Regions from separate parts of the Sus scrofa genome. Here region 1 is linked to region 2. A link is a contact called in public Hi-C data. All regions are on one chromosome and are shown on one strand. The core of a region is the stretch at or near the end of the contact, and the rest is flanking DNA. Distances in the headings are between cores, read along the strand shown.

Region 1 (7,329 bases), core at 4,379-6,878, 110 kb before region 2:
AGGCAGAGGACATGTCAGAAAGGCCATGGCCCAGGAAAGCCCCATGGGGTCCTCCTTGGCTACAGTTCCATAAATGATAGTACTAATCGCTCAAAAGATGCACTCTAGTCCATGGCACCAGAAGCCTCCCCACTAAGCTGGGCTTCCCCTTCATCATAGCACTGATTTTCTCTGGAAGCAAGAGTCCGTGGGGAGATAAGGAGTAAAATTGCATTGCTATTAGAGGTGCTGAAAGCCATGTGTCATCATTTTGGTTTTACTCTTTTGTATCAGTCTACCTATAAGACCCAGGCTGACTCTATCCACATTTTACATCTTTTCTTCATGAGGATTTAATGTTCTTGTCTAATCTTACTCCTAAGGCATATTCTATGTAGCTATGTGTCCTAGTTTCTTCATCGTAAAACTGGAACCCTGGTCACTAGTTTCCTTTTCCACATTCGTGCTTCTGATTGTTTAGGAAGATAAGCCCTCCAACCTTGAGGCTGTTCTAACTCCCCATGCCAACCACATGATGTTCTAGCTGGTGCAGCCATGCCCTACTTTGGCTCAGAGCAAGGATGGGAAGTGCCGTCTGGGAAGAATGACTGCCCTTGCCATGTGTCAGACTGGCCAGGGAGCCACTGACCATGTTTTCCTGAGGGCAGCTCCTCTCTCCTTTGCAGGACCAAGCAGAGTGTCCCCACCAGAGCCTGGTACTTGAGCCAGAGGTCCTGTTCCCACTGGGAGGAGCAGGAGGGGATAGGAATCCTGGTGGCGGTGTGCATACAGGGGGAGCTTATTTCTTGATAGATGCCTTTGTGGGTCTTTTACACTCTATGCTGATTTGGTTTGGTCTTTAACATGTGGATGCTGGTGTCTCAGAGTCTGACCCAGTAACTATCTACTTCTTTTATTAAGCAACTCCAGGGCTAATGCTGACATCGTCTAGTGTGAAGCATGTCAGGATTTCCTCAGAGACTGCTGCAGTCATGTCACACTGTGCTGCCAGATGTATTCAGCTTCTGAAAGTTTCTATATTTCTAACTGAGATGGAATTGACACAAAACATGTATTACTTGCAAGTATACAAATGATTCAATATTTGTGTATAGAATGACCACCACAATAAATCTCTCACAGTACATAGTTACAAAATATTTTTTCCTTGTGATGAGGACTTTTAAGATCTATTCTCTTAATAACTTTCAAATTTGCAGTGCAATATTATTAACCACAGTCACCATGCTCTGTGTCACATCCCCATGATATTATTTATTTTATAACTGGAAGTTTGTACCCTTTGACCCCCTTCACTCATTTTGCACACCCTCCCCACCCCATCCTCTTCCTCTGGCAACCACCAGCCTGTTCTCCGTATCTGTGAGCTTGGGTTTTTCCAAAAGTGCATTTTTAATATTAACAGATGAACTGGCTGAATAAATTGTATGTCTACTCAGTGGAATACCAGGAACCCATTAGAAAGGATGGTCTAACGCTATGTTTATTGAACTAGAAGTGACACAATAATAAGTGTAAAATTATCCCCTTGATGTAAAATTATAGACATTTATATTTCGATGTATTTATATGTGTAGACACATGTCTAGAGGTTTGTTTATAATTTAACTTTGGCCATTCCGAAGGGTGGATTTTGATATGACTTGTGTTTTTTTTCTTTTTTCTTTTCACTGTTGCAACTATGCAGGGGTGGTGAATGCATCAACTTTTTCGTGATAATCATTTTGCAATATGTACATATATCAAATCAGTAGTTGTATACCTTACACTTACATAATGTCGTATGTCAATTGTATCTCAATAAAGCTAGAAAAATTTTTATTTTTTTTCCTGAAAGTTTTGTCTGTGTGTGTGTGTGTGTGTGTGTGTGTGTGTGTGTGAGAGAGAGAGAGAGAGAGAGAGAACAAAACTTTAAAATTTCCTTGGAATTCCCTTGGGCATAGTGGGTTAAGGAACCAGTGTTGTCGCTGCAGTGGTTTTGGTCACCGTTGTGGTGTGTGTTCGAATTTCTACATGCTGTGGGTATGGCCAAAAAAAAAGCGAAAAAAAATTCTTTGAATGAGAAAGTCTTATTTTTTTATAGCAGGAGAAAGTAAATCCAACTTTGTTTTGATAAAAAAAAAAATCTTGTTTTTTCTTATTGAGCGTCTTTGAAATTTCTTCCTCTTTAGCAGTATCGGAAAACTTTTATAAGGTGTTTTTTGGTGACTGAGGCATTTTTAGACATTAGACTAAGAATCATTTAGATGAACCTTAACCCTGCCCTGCCATAGCAAAATCAAGCAGAAATATAAAAGACATATGGACAACCAAAAAAAAAAAATAAAGGAACTCCTGCATTCAATAAACATGAATAGTCAGGTGTTTCCCTAATTTCTATTGTCTGTTTCATTCCAAAGTCTGTGACGGCACCTGTCAGAGCCAATTTACGTGTTCAGGCTCTGGGTAGAAAATTTTAAATTGCTCGGGTACATGTACCACAAGGATCTGAGAATTCCAAAGGTAGGCAAGACCTGTGAGGTCATTTAAGACAACTGTCCACCTAATACATGATTCCCTTCTGGCATGTAGCTCCTATATCTAATTAGAGGCAAGCAAGTTTCTGATAATTCACAATCCTCCAGAGCTCTTAAGAGAAAAGAACAGGCTTCTTAATCTCCCTGAGAACATGTTTGGAAAGCAGTGAATGGCATTTCTGGTGGTTCTTGGGTGAATTCTCATAGCTGTACAGTCAGGGACCATCATGGGATGGGGTGGGGCAGGGAGAAGGGGATCCTCAGAAATTCTTAGAGCATCATTTGAGTGAGAAGTGTGATGCGCCTATGGGATTGAGGGCATTTGCCAGTGATTGATAAACATATATCTTGTTAGAAATAGGAAGGAAGGGAAAGTCTGATCGGAGAGGAGGAGAGAAGTATTTATGGAACAAGGAAGGACACATAGAGGTAAACCTTACATCTGGAAGTTGGAATGGTGGGAGAAAAGGAAGATTGAGTAAAGTTAACATTAGTTAGAGAAGGGATACTATCTGATGTTTAAAAGGCTAATACTGTGATGCTTAAACAGCAACACAGATTTTCTTTGATAGAGAAATATCAGGATCCATGAATCCAGAAGCATGCTATCTTTCATATTTATATCATGTGTTCATTTTCTCCTTGGTCACCAAGATCTTTTTTATCTTGTCCAAAGATGGAATCATTGTCAAGAAGTAAAAATAAAACAAACTAGGGATCTTATTTCGGGACTCCTAAAGGGTCTGTGGATAGAATTCAGAGACCCATGAACTTCGATAAGGGAAAAAAAAACTTTTGTTTATACAATTCCCTAGCTAAAGCTGATGTTTCCTTCAGCCATGAATGTGGGTAAAACCTCACAGTTGTGTTAGAAGCACGTATGACTTGGTCACCCATGGAGCAGATACTTTTGTTATCACATTAGAGTTCCTGCGGAGATGTTTATGTTTATCACTTAGCTCAAAACCATGATGGGTATTGGACCCTCTGCCCAATTCTGTTATTTAGCGGGTTAAGACATAAGCACATACATGACTGCCTGACAAGTGCATTCGTTGAGGCATCTTGATAAGTATATGTCAGTGTGGTTGATTTCCTTTGTATTGTTCTGTGTTTCATTTTATGCATGTAAAAGCATTATTCTTCAAAGTGGTCCACAGACCACCCGAGATTCCCCCACCTCACGCAGAAAGAGCATTCTATCTGTGAGAACTCCTTGGCGCTGAGGCCATGGAAACCCACCCCTGTCCAAGGACACTCTTAAAGCTGCCTGTGTTCCCTATTTGATGTGACTGAGACAGGCATCCTCCAGGCAGCCTGGGGTGTGAATCCTGCAAGCAATACAGACCTGTTGGAAGGGAGGGGGTTCTACTCCTGCCAAAACATGGGTCTTCTCTGGTTTTATTAATAAATGTTGGAGGTAATACAAATCGTTGGGATCCCCCTGGAAAATTCAAACATATTGAAATCAAATATTATTATGTTTATGATTGTGTTCATAAAGGAAATAGATGTATAGAAATGACACTTAGGATACCTGCCCTTGGTCAAGGATGACTTAAAACTCTTCACCACATTGACAAACACTCATCTCAGTGCTCATGTTCCCAATGCAGGCATCTTTTCAGTAGGTGTAAAGATCCCAAACTCAATCAAAAGCTTAAGTATGAAGATGCAAACATCCATTTCCTTAAAGCAATTGTATTTTGCCCACATTGTCTGCACCGTCTCGTGTACGTAACATTCTTGTGACTATTCCATCCAAAGGGACAGACGGCGATGAAGGGGAAAGAAAGGGAAGCTCCAAAGCTCTGATGTTTGTGTGTTTCCAACAAAGGCTGCACCTCCCCAACCCTGCCTCTTTTGAGCAGCTACAGCGTGGAGCTTCTAGCAGATGGTTCTGCCACGTCAGGCCCACAGCTGTGTGTTTCTGGCGCAAGAACAATGTTTGAATTCCGTACAGAAATTTTGTAAGATATGTTTCTTGTTGGCTTTTCATGAATTTTATTTGGTAATTTTTTTTGAACCATAAAGAGTCTGGAGACCATATTGAGGAAACGCTGGCGAAGGAAAGCTATTTGTTAGCTAGCCAGATTTATTTAAAGAGGATCAATCACATATAATTCCTGGAAGAGAGGCAGCCCGCTGGCACTCACTGTGCATCCCAACAAACTCAGAGCTTGAACTCCAGCCACTCAGTGTTTCCTCTCCTGCTCCCTCACAATTAAAATTCTTACCAAGCCAGGTAAGAGAGAGCATGACTCTAAGAAATAGTTTCTGGCTTCACATAGCAAACTAAAACTCTTAAGGGCCTAGAGCACTCTGTCGCTGAGTATAATCAGCACATATTTCAAACCGAGGAGGAAAAAATTAGAAAGCATTCAGAATATTTTGAGCTCATAAGGTATAATGTTGCTTAATTTTGTAGAAGTAGTGCCAAGTAATTTCCGGGTCCACTATGAAGCATTCCCGCCGTCTTTATTCTAGGAACCCTCAGAATAAAATTGCAGGAGAAAAACTATAATAGAACAAAACCAAAAATCTTAAATAAAATAAAATTTGCACTCAGGGCAAAAAAAAAAAAAAAATTGCAGGACAGTTTCAGTGTTCCCTGAAACCTTTAACCTTGCACACGGGGTGTGGGGGTGTGTGTATGTATGATTGATCCCAGTTTGGTTGCAGCTGAGGAATTACTGATTTTCCAAGCTAACCCAGCAAGTCAGGGTAAACCAGACAAGAGGACACAGGCTTCTCTAATTCCCGCCCCCTCTATAATTCAGCACAACCTGCCGATTTATTTAAAGAATCCTGAACTGGCCGATTTCTTCCAAACAGAGAAGTAAATCTTGTGTGGGTTTTAAAACATGTTTTTGTTTTGTTTTGAAAGAAGATGCACACTTTTCCTCTGGAAACCCTGACACTTCCTCTAGTTCCCTTAATCTTAAACTCGGTGTCTGAAATAAATTTAGGATACTTTCCACTATATTGTTGAAAGGCCCCAGGGACTGCTACTGTTATCATAGGAAGGAGTCCAGTGCCATCCAGGGCGTCGTTATTCAATAGTGTGTGGTCTGTCTGCAGCTGGCAGCCAGCGCTCACCCCGGGCAGTTCATAGGAGCTGGTCCTCTGATTGACAGTTCCCTATAACCTGGGTCAGAGTTTCAGCAGCTGCACAAGGGAGCATATTCTTCTGCCTCCCATTTGTTGGATAAACTAGAAGAATCTGGCAGTGAGATCCATATTAATGGCTGTGGCCAGCTTTCCCTTTCATGATTTTCTTGCTTTTTCATTTTGTTTGAGATTGAATTTGAAAGTGAACTTTGTTCCACACCGTAGCCTATGGCAGCGGGCAAATGAGATGAAACTGCACAGAGGCATAGCATGCACACTGCACACACCAAAAGCAGATGTATGAAAAATGGAAATGACAAGGGTGGTTGGGTTGCTTTTTATAGGAACTGAGCTTCTACTGGAGGGTTTTTGAGGGAGATGGTGTGGAGGAGAGTGTGCAGGAGTTTTAGCAATCCCTCACAACCGGTTTTCCTGGAGAAAAATGAAAGCAAGCTCTGAAGGACCAGGCAGACATGAAGGGGAAGGAATGAAAAACCACATCAGCAACCATTACTCAAGTGCCCACAGTGGATGCAATGCTGTTTTGTTAGGACTCCATAGGCTTTTTGGACTCAGTGTTAAAAAAGAAATCCAGAAAGGCTAGTGATAACTGCCTACATGAGACAATAGCATCTCTGAAGGACAGACATCACCCAGTCTACCCCATCCCCATCCCATTCCACCCAGATTCCACCACCCGGGAGGCAACGTTGGGAGCAGCAATGGGTGGGGCACGTTTTGTGTGTGATGAAATTCGCTATAAAATGTTCCCATTCCTCTCATGACCTTACATTCTTCTACTTCTTTTGAGATACTTTCTTCCATTATGTGGCTTGTCTTCTTCTTCTCTTGACATTGCCTTTCACAGAGCAGACACTTTTATTTTCTGTCACATCAAGCTCATTCTTTCTTTCATGTCTCATATCTTTGGTCTTGTATTTAAAAAGTCAACACCTTGAAAAGAAAATCATGGACTTGGAAAATAGACTTGCGGCTGCCCGATGGGAGAGGGAGGGAGTGGGAGGGATCGGGAGCTTGGGGTTATCAGACACAACTTAGAATAGATTTACAAGGAGATCCTGCTGAGTAGCACTGAGAACTATGTCTAGATACTCATATTGCAACAGAACAAAGGGTGGGGAAAAAAAATGTATACATGTAAGGATAACTTGATCCCCTTGCTGTACAGTGGGGGGAAAAAAAAGTCAACACCATACTTATATGGTGTTGACATCTATATTTTCTATGGTATCATCTAGGGTGTTATAATTTTGCATTTTACATTTAGGTCTGTGATCTATTTTTTATTTATTTTATTTTTTAAAATGATTTTTATTTTTTTCCATTATAGTTGATTTACAGTGTTCTGTCAATTTCTACTGTACAGCAAAGTGACGCAATCACACATATATATGTTCTTTTTCTCACATTATCCTCCGTCATGTTCCATCATAAGTGACTAGATACAGTTCCCAGTGCTATACAGCAGAATCTCATTGCTTATCCACTCCAAATGCAATAGATTGGCTCTTTTAACCCCAGACTCCCAGTCCATCCCAATCCCCCCCGCCCCCTGTCCCTGGCAATCACAAGTCTGTTTTCCAAGTCCATGAGTTCCTTTTCTGTGGGAAGTTTCATTTGTGCTGTATATAAGATTCCAGATATAAGTGATATCATATGGTATTTGTCTTTCTCTTTCTGA
Region 2 (7,125 bases), core at 326-2,825:
GAGAGGGCAGGTGCCACTTTTCTGTTCCTTATAGCTCATTAATACTAAGAATGCTATACACAGGACAGTTGTGAGCTAAGGTTGTTGTTTGAATTTCCTTTCAATGAACTAATGTTAGATAAGGTAGATATATATAAACAATTTTCTTTGCTTTCAGACTGAATTTTAGAGGTCTGTCAGCTTCCTCCTGGATAATTGGTGCTGGAAAATATCCTTTACTAGCTTGCCATTATTGACAATGACAAAGAAATTTGCTTTTCAATAATGCATTATCCCGGTATGTGGAAGTGTTTGGAGAGTGGGGAGCAAACCGTTTTCTCTTCCAGACAACAATGCCCTGCCATAACCTTGACATGATGCACATTAATTTTACATTATACCCAGGAGTCAGGGAAAATATTAAAGCTTCTGCTGTTGTCTCCCCAAAAAGGCTGATAACCTTCTGACAGGAGGCTCAGTCATGCCAAGAATGCTACTTTCTCATCCACTATCTCTTAACCAGAATGCCACCACTTGCCACTGAAAATCCCTAACACATTTAACTTTCTGGCTTCCATTTTAATGAGCATTTATTTAGTCTTTGGTTAAAAAACATTTCAGCAAGATCAGAGCTGTGGAATCCTACTCTAACCTAAACCTAAATCCTATTTTTTTTTTAATGTGATTGTACACATCTAAATTTAATTTTCACCTGGTAAGCATACTGTATTGGGAGATTGAGAAATCAGTGATTGAATTTGGATTTCTAAGATTAAGACTAAATGAATCAACTTCATGAAAGAGAAAATTTGGGTAGCCTATGCTTTATTGATTCACCAGAAGCCAAAATGTCTGTAGTTAAAAAATCAGGTAAGGAATTCCCATTGTGGCACAGCAGAAAGGAATCCAACAGTATCCATGAGGATTCGGGTTTCATCCCTGGCCTCAATCAGTGGGTTGGGGATCTGGCATTGCCATGAGCTATGGTGTAGGTTGCAGATGCCGCTCAGATCCTGCATTGCTGAGGCTATGGTGTAGGCCCGCAGCTGTAGCTCCAATTTGACCCCTAGGCTGCGAACTTCCATGTGCCGTGGGAGTGGCCCTAAAAAGAAAAAAAAATAAACCACTTGGACACTCAAATTTAAGCCCAGATATCTGATGAAAAATACTAACAGACATATGATAAAGGGAGAGTAGTTCATATTTTACAAGAACTCACCCCAAATAATTAGCAGTTAAGAAGATTATAGCATTGTGCAGTTTTCCTCCAATTATTCAAATAACAAAGCTTTCCTTAAATACCTTGTAGTAAAAGTGCAGTGTGAGGTGTCAAGGATTTCTGAATGGACTTTAAGAGCTTACTAACAATTTCTGAGAATGAAAAGGAAGATAAAAAATATAGATATAAGAACATGTTTATCTACTCATCCTAGTTGCCAGAGTGAATAAGTTTTAACAGTGTTCCTTTTGTCCAAATTTTTTTAGGGGAGGGCCGGATGTTTCTCTTATGAACATGTTCTGAATTATTTTGTTATCCACCCAGAGGTAGCACAGTATTTAGGCCATGTGTGTATGCACTTAGCCTGGGAACGGACAGAATGACTCCAGCAAGAGAAGCAGAGACGGTCATTCCCTTCCAGATGCATTCTAGCTTTTGCATAGTTCTAATAGACATTTCCTAAAATAGAATTCTTCGTGAAATGTAGTTTACTTTTTTTTTAACTGATGAGGTTGTTTGTGTCTATATTGGCTGTGCCAGATGGAAAGGTTTACTCATTAGAGGCAGCTGTTTTAGCAAATTACCTCACTACAGCATAATGACAGAGTTACAACAGACTATTGAAGAAAATCCTTTCTCTTCCCAGTGAGATCATGAAAACTAGAAACAATTTCAATGAGGTTTTTGATTTACTTTGGAAATGGTTCAGTTGGACACATGGGTGATAAGAGAAGTATTTTTTGTACATACTTCACTCAGTATTTATATATAATAGTATAAACATAGGATATAGATTTAGAATTTGATTTCTTTTTCAACTAATGGATTCATTATCTTTGGTGGATGATCTCATTAGTTCCTTAAGTATGAATGATTCTGCTGGGGAAGATTTCTCCCTTTACAATATTGCATTTGACGTATATGTATGCTTTGCATGTGATCATAGCTGTCTCTTTCACATTGGAGCCTCACAATTAGAGTGTTACCCTTGAGATTCTTATAAGGGAACCATCTTCCACTCAGGGTTTCCTTGCCTAGTAAAATCCCTTTAGTTCTTCAGATAAAATTTTCTCAACAGGATACAATACTTATTTATATTCATTTTCCACTATTGCACATAGAATTTTAACAAAGATGTAGAAATAGTATCTATATGCATGTGTAGACTATTGTTATTTTTAAAGTGCATGCATAAGGTCTTTTCTCATTTTCTTCTAATAAGTTTTGGAAGCAATAATTCTCACTTAACAGAGGTGGAAATTTAAAGTTCCATTACATTTAATAATTCATTAGGTCAAAGAAGCTCTTAGTTGATGAAGCCACTCTAGGTATTAACAATGGCCAATATCTAAATGTTTCTGGTGTCACCCAGTAAGAATTATCATATTAGGAAAATCCACCTAAGTCGTGAAGACACAATTTTTTTAAAAAGTGACTGACCACTGATGCATATGAGTGGTCTGAGTACCGTGATCTGGTAGAGTTGGAGGGTCTTCGGCTATGAGTGTAAAATTTCCTGACTGTGGTCCATTTTGTTTTTCCTAACACCTGCGAGTGCCATGACTAATATCACATAGTTTATGGAAGGGTTGATGCCTAAGTGCCATAACTGAACATTATGCCTAGCAGGGTTTATCCACATGGCTTTAAGTGCTGAAACTTGGCTCTAAGATTACAGATTGTCACTTAGGGTTCATTACTATTCCAATAAACACAATTATTGTTGGAATAATTTAGGCTCTAACTTTAGTTACTTTCTATGATGGCATTTAGTAGAACTAAATTTTATAAATCTTCTGAGGAATCAAACTATGTGCTCTCTCTGCATATGTAGAAGCTTCACTCCTTTTTTTTTTTTTTTTTTTTTTGCTTTTTTGCTTTTTTAGGGTTGCAGCCGAGGCACATGGAAGTTCCCAGGCTATGGGCTGAACCAGAGCTACAGCTGCCAGCCTATACCACAACCGCAGCAATAGCAGATCCAAGCTGTGTCTGTGAATTTCACTGCAGCTCACAGCAATGCTGGGTCCTTAACCCACTGATCAAGGCCAGGGATCAAACTCACATCCTCATGGATACTCGTCGGATTCATTACCGCTGAGCCACAACAGGAACTCTGATGCTTAATTCTTAACATGTTTTTTATCAGAGTAGTCTCGCATCCAGAAGAAATATAAAAGAAGATTAATAGCTGAGGTTATTAAAATTCTGTTTTCTTTTGATTCCTTCTTAATGGACTTTAATCCTTTGGGTTCTCATCCAAAGAAATGATGAGTATTCTCCAGAGAGTATAGAAGCCCCACCTTCACAGCTGTCTCAGATGTCAGCACATCAGTAGAGACCCTGAAGAAGCAGCGGAGGTGGGACCCACAAGGTACAAATGCTCCCTGCAAATCAAGACAAGTTACATGGGGAAATTTTCAATCACTCCTGAATGACCTGTATTGCTGTATCTTTCTTGCCATGCTTTCACATTTCTCTTAAAATATAAATGAACTCTCAGAGCCCCTGATGCTGAATTGGAAGCCATCCCTGGGATCACGGTTACCCGTGACAGCAGTGGGACAAAGAGGGAGAGATGGCTTCTAGACCCCATGGTCACCGGGTTTAGAAAGAAAGGAAGGAAGAGCTCCACCCCTGTTAACAAATTCTGTTGAGGAGACTATGAGCAATTTAAGGGGCTCCACATTCACTCACAGTTTTAAAATAAATTTTCAAAATACAAGGCAGTTGTATATTGAGTGCATCAAATCACTTCATGTTTTCTTTCCTGTCATGATCATTCAGAGAGCAGGGGTTCTATTCTCATGGTCCCAAATTTCTTTGAAATACCTAGCATAACAGGGTTAACTGTCTGGAGATTTTCAGCTGTGTCTGGTTTGGAGTGTCACATTTAGGCACAAGTTAGCAAAGGCAGAGGGGTAAAATAATAGATGCAGGGAAGTCTGACGTGATGGACAAGTTAGGGAGAGTTCTCAAAGACTGAAGGCAACAGGGTACTAAAAATACAAGGCTGATTTTGGCTTACTTTCCTCTTATACAGAATGAATGTCTACTAGTACAGTTTGTGCTTATTTATTAACAGAATTATTCACAGCAATTATCTGAGTCCTTAATCAAATTTAGTTTGCTCTTAAATATTCAGGAAGGATTCTTTCTGAATAATGCATAGTTTCTCTTATCCTTTTATTTCTTTTTTTTCCCCCTGAGAGAATATAATGCATCCAAGCGTATTCTTTTTTTTTTTCCCTTGTTCATTTTAGCTTAGTATGTGGTTTCCCTAGGTTTTTTTTTTTTTTTTTCCACATTGCTCACTATCTTCCTTAATCTTTCAATTTTGCCATCGACAAATTCAATGACTTTTCACCTCATCTATCTTCTCGGTTGTTAATAAATATACTGAAGAATAGTGGTCCTAGTATTGATTGATCCTAAAGGAGCTTCCCTATTAATCACTTCAATCTTAAGGCTAGTTATTTTTTTCTTACTCTTTGTGTCTCCCTGTTAACTACTCTTTATTCTATGGTCAGATTTAAAACATTCACACCGTAGTAGTTTTTTATTCCATTCTTAGTACTTCTCATGAATAGTTTTCCCACAGTTCCACAGTTTTCATGTGTCTTAGAGTCTGAACCTCTGCCTGTGTGTCACGAGGGGCTGGATGGGATGACCTCCTTATTCTAACAGGATCTGGTCTATCTTTGTCCCAACTGGAAACCAAACAGGTGCCAGGGTCTGTCACAGAGAAGAATAATTAGCACGTCCATTAACTTGGGTCCTGTTAACACAGCCAGTATTAACTTTAATTACTGGTAGATTTCAGCTGAGCTCTTCTGTCTATAAGTGACCGCTGGTAAATGATAGTATATATGATTTGACATATATCATCCATACTGAGGGCTAATCTGTAGTCAACTTTCACACAACTGCTGAAGGTTCTAAGCTAATGGGTTAAAAATATGTAGGTATGATTGTGATACAAGAACCTGAAGGCATTTTTTCTTGCTGTTTTTGCTAAGTCAAAATATGGGTATTTATAATATAATTAAATATAAATATATTAAAATATTAAGTGTAATGCTTTACCTTTAGTAGTGTTTATTATCTCTAGACTATATCTGTATCTATCTATATCTATATAAGACAAAAGTTAAAACCACTTTTTCCCCATCAGTTCCATTTCTGCCATCATGTGAAGTTATGTTGTCGCCAGATAGTACAGTGGGTTCCTGTCATGGCAACGCTGTGTGTTTTCCCTGCAGAGAGGCTCCTGCCTGCTGAGCCCACATGTAATAATAGGCGCAGATCACAAACCACATTGGCCTGGCTGAGAGACAAAGAGTGTCATAGCTTTACCTCCCCAAGCAGATGCTAGAGATGGCCAGATTCCAAGTTCCTCTTGCTCTTCTCTCTGAAACATAGCATCCTTTTGCCCCATGTATGTTGCAGCTCTGACTTATTAATAGTCTGCAGATTATACTAGCTACTGACAATTTGGGTAGTTATTCAGAATCATCCAACACCCCCTTTCCTGATCTGTTAACTCTCTGACACCTACTGGCCAGGACCTTACAGTTACACTGCTATAAAGTAAATCATGCTTGTTTTTATGTGAAGAATAATAATAAGCATCGTTGTTATCATACTTGTCAGGTACTGAGGCCTATAGGCTAAGTACTTCTATATATTACTTCAGTATTTCTCAGTACTTAAAGTATTGTTTTTCCCATTACTTGAACTTGGGTAGAGTGCGGTGCAGAAAAGCTTAATACCTGGCCCAAAGTCTGAAGGTTAGTCCTTTGTGAGGCTGAGCCTGGAACTCTACCCAGATTGATTCCAAATTTGGATATTCGACATTCCACCAAACCACGAGGGGCTTTTAGGAAAAATCCCCATGCGAATAGGGGAGTTACAACAAGTCACAGAATCCCTTTTCTTCCTTTTTAGAAGTACCATTAGAAAAAGACGTCAGATTTCACAGAAATTGTTCTAAAATAGATCACACACTGTCACTAAACAGAGACTTCTCAGGGGCAACCTGGGGAAACTTGGCCTTTGGAGCTGAGTTACTGACTTCCCATCTGTGTGACCCAGGTAAGGACTTGACCTCTTACAACCTCAGTTTACTTATCTGGGGAACCTGGAAACAATACCAGCCACACTGGGGCCCTGTTCTGACCTGTAGTCAGCTGATGTATTTCAAGCAGCCAGATGACACTAGCAACTACTTTGTGTTATTCTCAGTCTCAGCAACAGTGATTAGTTCCGTTTGCCTTCTGCATCCTTTTGTTCTTGAAAGCAATGTACAGAATGGATTTAAATGTACAAGTGGCAGCACTGGTCAGATTGAAATATATCAACAGTTATGACGTTTGCTGTGAGCCATGTGCAGAGTTGGAGCAACATCAGCCGAAAATGGGCAAGATGCTCCCCTGCGACCCTCCTCTTCCTTGGCGTCCTCCACCCCTTCAGCCTCTGCCACCTGCTCTGCCCCAGAGCCAGCAAAGGGATTTCTTCCCACACATTGGGATCCCCAGGCTAGCTGGTGGATCCCCCAGCTAGTGTATCCAAACACTGCTGGTCCCAGGACCCAGTCTCAGAAGTGGGTCTCTGTAGAGTGAGCGGCAGGGGACCTTGGGTACCTGATCAGAGCCTCAACAGCCATCCAGTTCAAGCCTATGTGTCCAGGTCCAGAGGGTCACATCCTGCTCCCCAAAGAGGGAGATAATGACCATCACTCTTGTCTTTTCATCCAGAAAGTGTACCCTAGGGGAGGCGTGGGGTCCATTCTTGGCATTTCTAGCTATGTGACGTGGGCTAGGTCACTACATCTCATTTTTCATGAAACGGATATAGCAAGATGCACATCACTGTGTTGTGAAGAGAGTAAATGAGCAAGTGTGAAAGCACTGAGTGTGCATTGCTGCCAT

The links. Hi-C and Micro-C count contacts between places; a contact is called where the count stands out from the background.
Region 1: a contact with region 2 is called in a Hi-C map of fetal skeletal muscle, with 2.6 times the contacts expected there. The contact joins two enhancer-like sites. A contact is called at or near these places in 3 of 47 Hi-C or Micro-C datasets (fetal skeletal muscle, heart right ventricle and skeletal muscle) and 1 of 2 datasets of contacts at active chromatin or transcription factors (skeletal muscle).

What each region holds. Positions count from the first base shown.
Region 1 is chr2:127,707,585-127,714,913 of Sscrofa11.1, reverse strand. No RefSeq gene overlaps it. Among named protein-coding and RNA genes, the nearest start is that of ZNF608, 450 kb to the left of the region's middle. Within about 2 kb of position 5,628, at least 7 of the 83 cell types and tissues checked have an H3K27ac peak or open chromatin away from gene starts, as enhancers often do. A contact at or near this core is called in fetal skeletal muscle, where this site is marked.
Region 2 is chr2:127,590,246-127,597,370 of Sscrofa11.1, reverse strand. No RefSeq gene overlaps it. Among named protein-coding and RNA genes, the nearest start is that of ZNF608, 560 kb to the left of the region's middle. Within about 2 kb of position 1,575, at least 7 of the 83 cell types and tissues checked have an H3K27ac peak or open chromatin away from gene starts, as enhancers often do. A contact at or near this core is called in fetal skeletal muscle, where this site is marked.